2 separate regions of the Triticum aestivum genome follow, and region 2 is linked to region 1. A link is a contact called in public Hi-C data. All regions are on one chromosome and are shown on one strand. The core of a region is the stretch at or near the end of the contact, and the rest is flanking DNA. Distances in the headings are between cores, read along the strand shown. Region 1 holds the start of LOC123059872 (alpha-ketoglutarate-dependent dioxygenase alkB). Region 2 holds the start of LOC123059876.

What was found. Hi-C and Micro-C count contacts between places; a contact is called where the count stands out from the background.
Region 2: a Hi-C map of leaf shows a contact between it and region 1, with 4 times the contacts expected there. The contact joins the promoter of LOC123059876 here to the promoter of LOC123059872 in region 1. A contact is called at or near these places in 2 of 5 Hi-C or Micro-C datasets (both in leaf).

What each region holds. Positions count from the first base shown.
Region 1 is chr3A:15,377,698-15,380,937 of IWGSC CS RefSeq v2.1, forward strand. LOC123059872 (alpha-ketoglutarate-dependent dioxygenase alkB) reads left to right here and starts at 1,395. Exons shown (of 7, transcript XM_044482406.1): 1 at 1,395-1,616; 2 at 1,695-1,861; 3 at 2,459-2,814. The coding sequence starts at 1,504. LOC123059873 (transcription factor BHLH6) reads left to right here. Exons shown (of 5, transcript XM_044482407.1): 5 at 1-11.
Region 2 is chr3A:15,579,622-15,582,859 of IWGSC CS RefSeq v2.1, forward strand. It overlaps LOC123059876, which reads left to right and starts at 1,813. Exons shown (of 10, transcript XM_044482409.1): 1 at 1,813-2,213; 2 at 2,301-2,885; 3 at 2,982-3,104. The coding sequence starts at 2,088.

The sequences.
Region 1 (3,240 bases), core at 145-2,644:
TTCAGTTTACATCTTTGTGCACCCAACTACTGGTATGAAATCTGCACTTTAACTTTACCATGGTCGGCATTGCAGATTCTTTTTACATATTGATCAGGGTAAAAGGTAATATAATCTCGAAAGGCGATGGTGTGACCCTCGTCATCACGATCATAGTGAGTTGCAACGTGCAGGTCCAGGTAGAGTATCAGGAGCGGCTCCATGTATATCGGAACAGCCACACACTTCCGCGATAGCGGGAGCTCGCCATCGATGACCTCCTCCTTGTTCTCTTCTCCACGAGAAAAGAGCACGACACTCTCACCGTCGTAGAGTTCGTGGTGCGCGGTGATCTCGCCATAGACATGGTAGACGGTGCCAGTCCCAGTGGCACCGGCCGGGAGGCGCGAGATCAAGGTTGACGTACACGTTGGCCTATATAGCCTTGTGCAGCGCCATGAAGGTCATGTCTATCTTGCGGCCGTGTCTATGACTTTGTTGCACGCGTACAGGTTCACCGTGAACGAGAAGTTTCCATTGTCGTGATCATTGGTTTCGCCGTTGTCCCCCGGGATCTTGATTTTGACCCAGAAGGTGTCCGTCAGGGCGCTCCTCGACTCGAGTATCAGATTGTTCTGTGGATCGACGATGTCTCCTCTTTGCGAGGACCAGATGTGGCAACCAAAGCCGTCGGTGGCGGCAAAGGACCCCGTGAAGTGGAAACGAGGGCGCACGGTGAAGAGCTCCACCCGGTACTTAGAAAAGGAGTAGGCTAAGTTCAGGTTTTTGCTGTCTCCGTTGTAGTCGATCATGTGACCGGGTGGTGGATAGTCCCTCTCGTCACAGCTATCGCCGTCTCCTCGCTGATGTAGTTGGCCATGTCCTGCGGTCTGTAGAACCCCCCATTGTCGACATCATCATACTCGCTAGCTGCTCCTGCGGTCGTCGTCGTCATCATCATCGCCGCTGTCGTTCACGATGACGCCGTCATTGCCGATGCGATGGAGCCCGCTTCGATCATTGTCGCCCCCGACGCCTTCATCGCCGATGCCATGGTACCCATCGCCGGCATTGTCGTCAACCTCTTTCTGGTTGAACTCGGCAGCAGAGTCTTTCGTCTCTGCCGTTCCTGTTCCGATAGCGGGCTCAGTGGTGCATGTCTGCAGGTCGCCCAAGATGGCCCTCGGGGATGGTCTTTCCGGCGGCCCTCCGGCGGCAGCCATACCGCGCACGCCCTTGCCAAGAGTCGCCGGCGGTGATGAAAACCTAGAGCGATCGATCTGGTTGATTAACTACTTCGGTCTCCTGAGACGGACCTTCTAATTTATCCACGTCAGCCATCAAACCTGGGCCGGGCCTGGTTCTGTGTACAGTTCCTGGCCCAGTCGAGGAGGGAGACACAAACCTGGACCGAAACTGGTTCGGCGCATTAACTTCCCTGGACCAAGACCACCGTCCGAAGGGGAAAAACGAGAGAATACAGCGAGAACGGCGGCGGCGGCGGCGGCGCCACACTTGCCGGCGATGTACGCGGAAACGGAGCCCGGCGGCGCCGCGGAGCGCACGGCGTTCCGGCGGGCCGAGAAGCAGTACAAGCTCTACAAGCCACCCAGTCGCAAGGGCAGGTCGAAATCCAGGTCTCTCTCTCTCCCTGTCTCTCTGCCATCTCTGTGCGGAAACAGCATAGCAGAACCCTGACTTTTCAAGCGCTACAGGGGCAAGCAAGCCGGTGGTGGTGGGTTTGGCGGCGGCGGGGACCTGTCCGCGGTGGTCGACTTCCACGCGCTGCTTGCTGCCGGAGAAGGCGAGCTGCCCGCCGGGATCCGGAGGTGCGACCGCGCCGGCTTCCACCTGCCCGTGTTCTGCTTCCTCGACCGGCCGGGTAACTCCACAATTTCTCCCAATATTGCTTTGTTTTCGATACTTACGATTATTCTTGATCCAGTTTGGATTTCTGTTCTTACAAATTTGCAAGTCAGGACATTGCATTTGAACAGCGGCAACTTACAAAATTTCTTCCTGATTCTGGTTTTGGGTCATAAAATTATTTCTTACTCCCTCCGTCCCGTAATATAACAACTATATTATGGGACGGAGGGAGTAATTGTTTATTCCAGTGCTTGTGCAATTTTCACATTAATGCTAACTTTGTCCCAAACATGAGCGGCAGAGAATGTCAAATTTTCATATGGAACTCATGATTTCCCTTAACCCCTCCTATGTGGAACATATGCTATGCCTGAACTATTATGTCAGCAAGTTCTTCATCATGAGTATATCTGTATATGTGTATCCAAAAAGGAGGACGAATGGCATCATAACTTTTGAGTAATTAGGGTTTTGCTTGCCTATTTATGTCAACATTTCAGGTTCCAACACTTGATCGTCACACCTAATATCCATCAATCATCGTAATCTCATTATAATGTTCGTTTGTGAAATAGTACTGATAATACCCTTCGCGCCTCAATTTTTGTAGGATTCTATTTCATCCCTGGTGCTCTATCAACTGAGGAACAATGCTATTGGATCAGGGAAAGCTTGAAAACATTCCCACAGCCTCCTAATAGAACTAACTTGACTGCTACATACGGTCCAATTTCTGACTTGTTCATCGCTGCTAAAAACCAAAAGATTTTGGTTGAAGTGCAAAGTTCCAATGGCCAAGAAAGAATTGAGCAGAATAATGTTGGGGAAAATGCACATCCGGGTAAATTCAAATTTGTGGATGGCTCAGAGATCCAAAAGGAGGAAAGACCTAAGTCGACCATGGCAGCTGCTCTTGTGCGCAAGCTCCGGTGGAGCACCCTTGGCTTGCAATTTGATTGGTCAAAAGTATGTATGTACAATGAATGTGTCTTTATTTTCATTTTTCTTGAATTTAATTCTTTTAGCTTGTGATGGTATTAAAATTTGATGCTTTACATATGAATATGAATAAACCAGCAGGCATAATTTTCTTCAAATTTTTCTGCAGTTGTGACAAACAAGCCCAATTCATTATAATCATATTATGATGATGATGAATTCATAATTCCATGTTAGCGCATAACAAGTTTTATTACTTAAGGAGCTTTGTTTGCTTATGATAGTTCTTCCTTGAAAGCTATTTTTAAGCATGATGATCTCTGAAATCATTATGCAACTAATCCCAGTGTGCATACATCATACGCTAATATCATGATGTAACTTATTCTCGTACTCAGCCATGAAACTTGATAGCTGCAATCTCTTGCGCGGTGCTCGCAGTTAATTAAAATC
Region 2 (3,238 bases), core at 563-3,062, 200 kb after region 1:
ATGGCAATTTTTTGAGCTTGCTATTAATAAAACTTACCTGTCTCGGGAGGTGTGACTTTCTCTACTGCCACAGTGGCTGGTTCCTGAGCGGCACCTTGGTCGCCTGGTGGTTGGCACCCTTGAGAGGCTGAATCAGTCAGCGGATGCTTTGAGTGGCGACCCTTTGGAGGAGAAGTCAGGGTGCTCGGGGTCTTTCAGGCAGAAGATCTCTTTCGAAGAAGGCTTGAGGGGACCCTACCATAGAGAACGTTAGAACCCCTGGCAAGTCAGGAATGACGGATACTTTGGAGCCATCAAGGCTCTCTTGATAGAAGATCCCCTCCGTGAAAATAATGGATAGATCCTCATCCTCATGGAAGTCGGGGTCATCATCACGAGAATATACCCCCGGCTTAGGCACTAGGTAGCTTAGGGGTACCTATTGGGTAGCCGGTCCCGACCATCCAGTTTGCAAGGCAGTGCCTTAACCCATTGCCTTATTGAATTACTCACACATGGCAATCGGATCGCAAGATGAACTCATTGAAGAAGACACAAAGATGAATGCTTTACTGATGATGTGTCTTACAGTAGTTGCCAAGTGTGATACATGAGTACAAGTATGACTAACATGGAGAGAGGATTGTTGTGGTGATGATGGTGGCTACAACTATGGAAATAAGATGGGAAAATGGTGGCATCTAGGGTTGGAAGATGGTTATGGTGCCCTGTTTCATGAATGGTGTTCTCTCTCTATTGCGATTCTGGTGTAGGCCCTTTTATAAAGGTTGGGTGGTTGGACCTCCTGAAGTCGACGACGACTGGTATGAGCGCGTGCGCTCGTACCAAAGGTCGTCTTGCACTCTGGTGCATTTCCCGCACCTTCAATTCCTTCATTTCTTCCTCTATTCTTCTTGTTTCCTCCTAAGTGATGATTCCTTTCCATACTTAGGCCCTTCTTTTTTGCGGAAGCATATTAAAAACAAGGATTTCACGATCTCTCACATTCATTAGTCATGTCGGAGTGCTTTTCTCGAAAATTTTGGGATTATTCGGTTTAAACAATGGTATAATAAGCGCAAAAATACCACTCATCACTTGGAACTTGGAAGGTGCACAAACGTGCTTCTATGGCATGCGGACAATGTTGTAATTGCTGACGGCGAGCCAACGATAGCATATGGGTGGATTGCTGGAACTAGTGAGCTACAATGCTTGAACTCTGAGTCGATGATGTTGCAAACATGACTGGCGGGTGCTACGCGGTCGGTTGTGACAGTGTTACCACGAGACATGACGACGATCGATACTGCCAGGGGACATGATGATGCTGCGAGCAGCCGAAAGTGACAACGCTGCAAGACGATATGTGACGACAAGACGGGGGAGCGCGTGCTGCAACTCCGGCCACCAGATGCTACGAGCAGCGCCGATGTGACTAACGATGAGGACAATGTTGCAAGCACCTAGGGATGGCGGCAACACGACAGATCATGGGTCGTCGGCCGTGGGTTGTGATCGGTGGCGCGCCACACTAAAACCGACTATGGCGAGGTTGCGACCGGTGGCAGGTCATGCTGCAACCGATGACGGCTTATCTGGCGAACGTCGAGCGACACAGCCATGAGCACGACGGGAAGCGGGGACGCAGACATTACAAGCATGGATAACGCTGCGGCGCGCGAGACACGCGCGTTTTTCCGTGCTAGCGGGTGGAGTGGAACCAGGATATGCTAGGGCAACCAGGACCACCTAGGAGCCAGCGCCGAGATCCAACGGCTGTGGTTGGCCTAATCCTACTTTGCCGAAGCTGACCGATTGGTGGCTCGCGCCAGAGAGCGTCGCCCAAATATTTCGAGGCATTGGCATTTTTTTGGCTTCGCTCTTCTTCCCCCCTTTCTCCTCTTTCCCCACAACCCCGCCGCCGCCGCCGCCGCCGCCGCTCCACTCCAGCCGGCGCACCCCGCCGGCGACCGGCACCGCAGCTCGCGCATGCCCGCCAGACGGCGGATCCACTAACTGGTAGCAAGAATCTGCTCCTTTTCTGATCGATTTCCCCGCCTATTGGGCTGGTCACCGTCTCCCTCTGAAACCCTAGCCACACGGCCATGGGTTCCAGTCCTGCTGCGCGTTCCAATCCCAGCAGGACCGGAAAGCGGGGGGATGCCGTGGGCGGTGGCAATCCACCAAGCAGATCTGCCAAGAAGTCCTCTGCTCTTCTCCCGAAGGGCTGGGTACGAACTCCTCTGCTCTGCTTTACTCATTCAGTTCATTCATATTACATCCGCGTCTCCTCAGCTGAATCCGCCCATGCCTTGCAGAGCGGGACGGCGTCGTACAGATGTTCCCCGCACCTCATCCCGCAGATTGTGGGGCTTCTCAGCGAGGAGCAGAAGGGCTTCGTCAGAAAAATCGGGTTTGGGAGCCTGCTGTCCATGGCAGACTTCGAGATTAACAAGGCCCTTACCTTGTGGCTGGTTGGCAGGTTCAGTTGTGAGACCGAGGCGCTCGAGTTTGAAGGCGGCGTGTCGATTCCGGTCAGGCCGCTCGTCAAGTCTATCCTTGGGATCCCTTCAGGCCCCATCCCAGTCGTGCAGTCTCCCTACAGTCACTTCTCTTCTACTAAAGTGAGGAAGGCAAAGGAACTGGCCGAAGAAATGTGTGGCATAACCGAGGAGGAACCCTTCTGTACAGCCTTCATGATGGTGATACTCGCGATTTATCTAGCGCCAAATACAACCATGCTTGTCAACCGGTCCTTGCTCGGAGCTGCTCAGAAGGTTGGTAACCTCAAACAGATGGACTGGTGCGGTTTCGTTGCTGACTATCTCCTCAAAGGACTCATGGAGTTCAAGGAATCCGATGCACCCTTTGTTCTTCTCAAGGGCTGTGTGCACATTCTGAGCGTAAGAAACATTCCGACCGCACTTATGGAAATTACAAACTGTTTGAATGTGCTGATGTTGCTTGTTTATTTATAAATTTATTTCCTTGAAATGCAGGTCATTTTCATTGATCATGTGAAACATGCTGAATTCCAAGTACCAAACGGCTTTCCACGCTTGCGCGTTGTCAGTACAGCGCATAACAAATGGGTAGCTTCGCATCCCTTTGGTAGCTTGCTGGTAATTACCCATGCACTAAATTCTGCAATCAAATTGTGATACACTATTTATTTGAAACACACCATTCATTATTTTGGGTTTCAAGATCTGATGGGTTTTAACTCTAGCCTACCCCAACTTGTTTGGGACTGAAA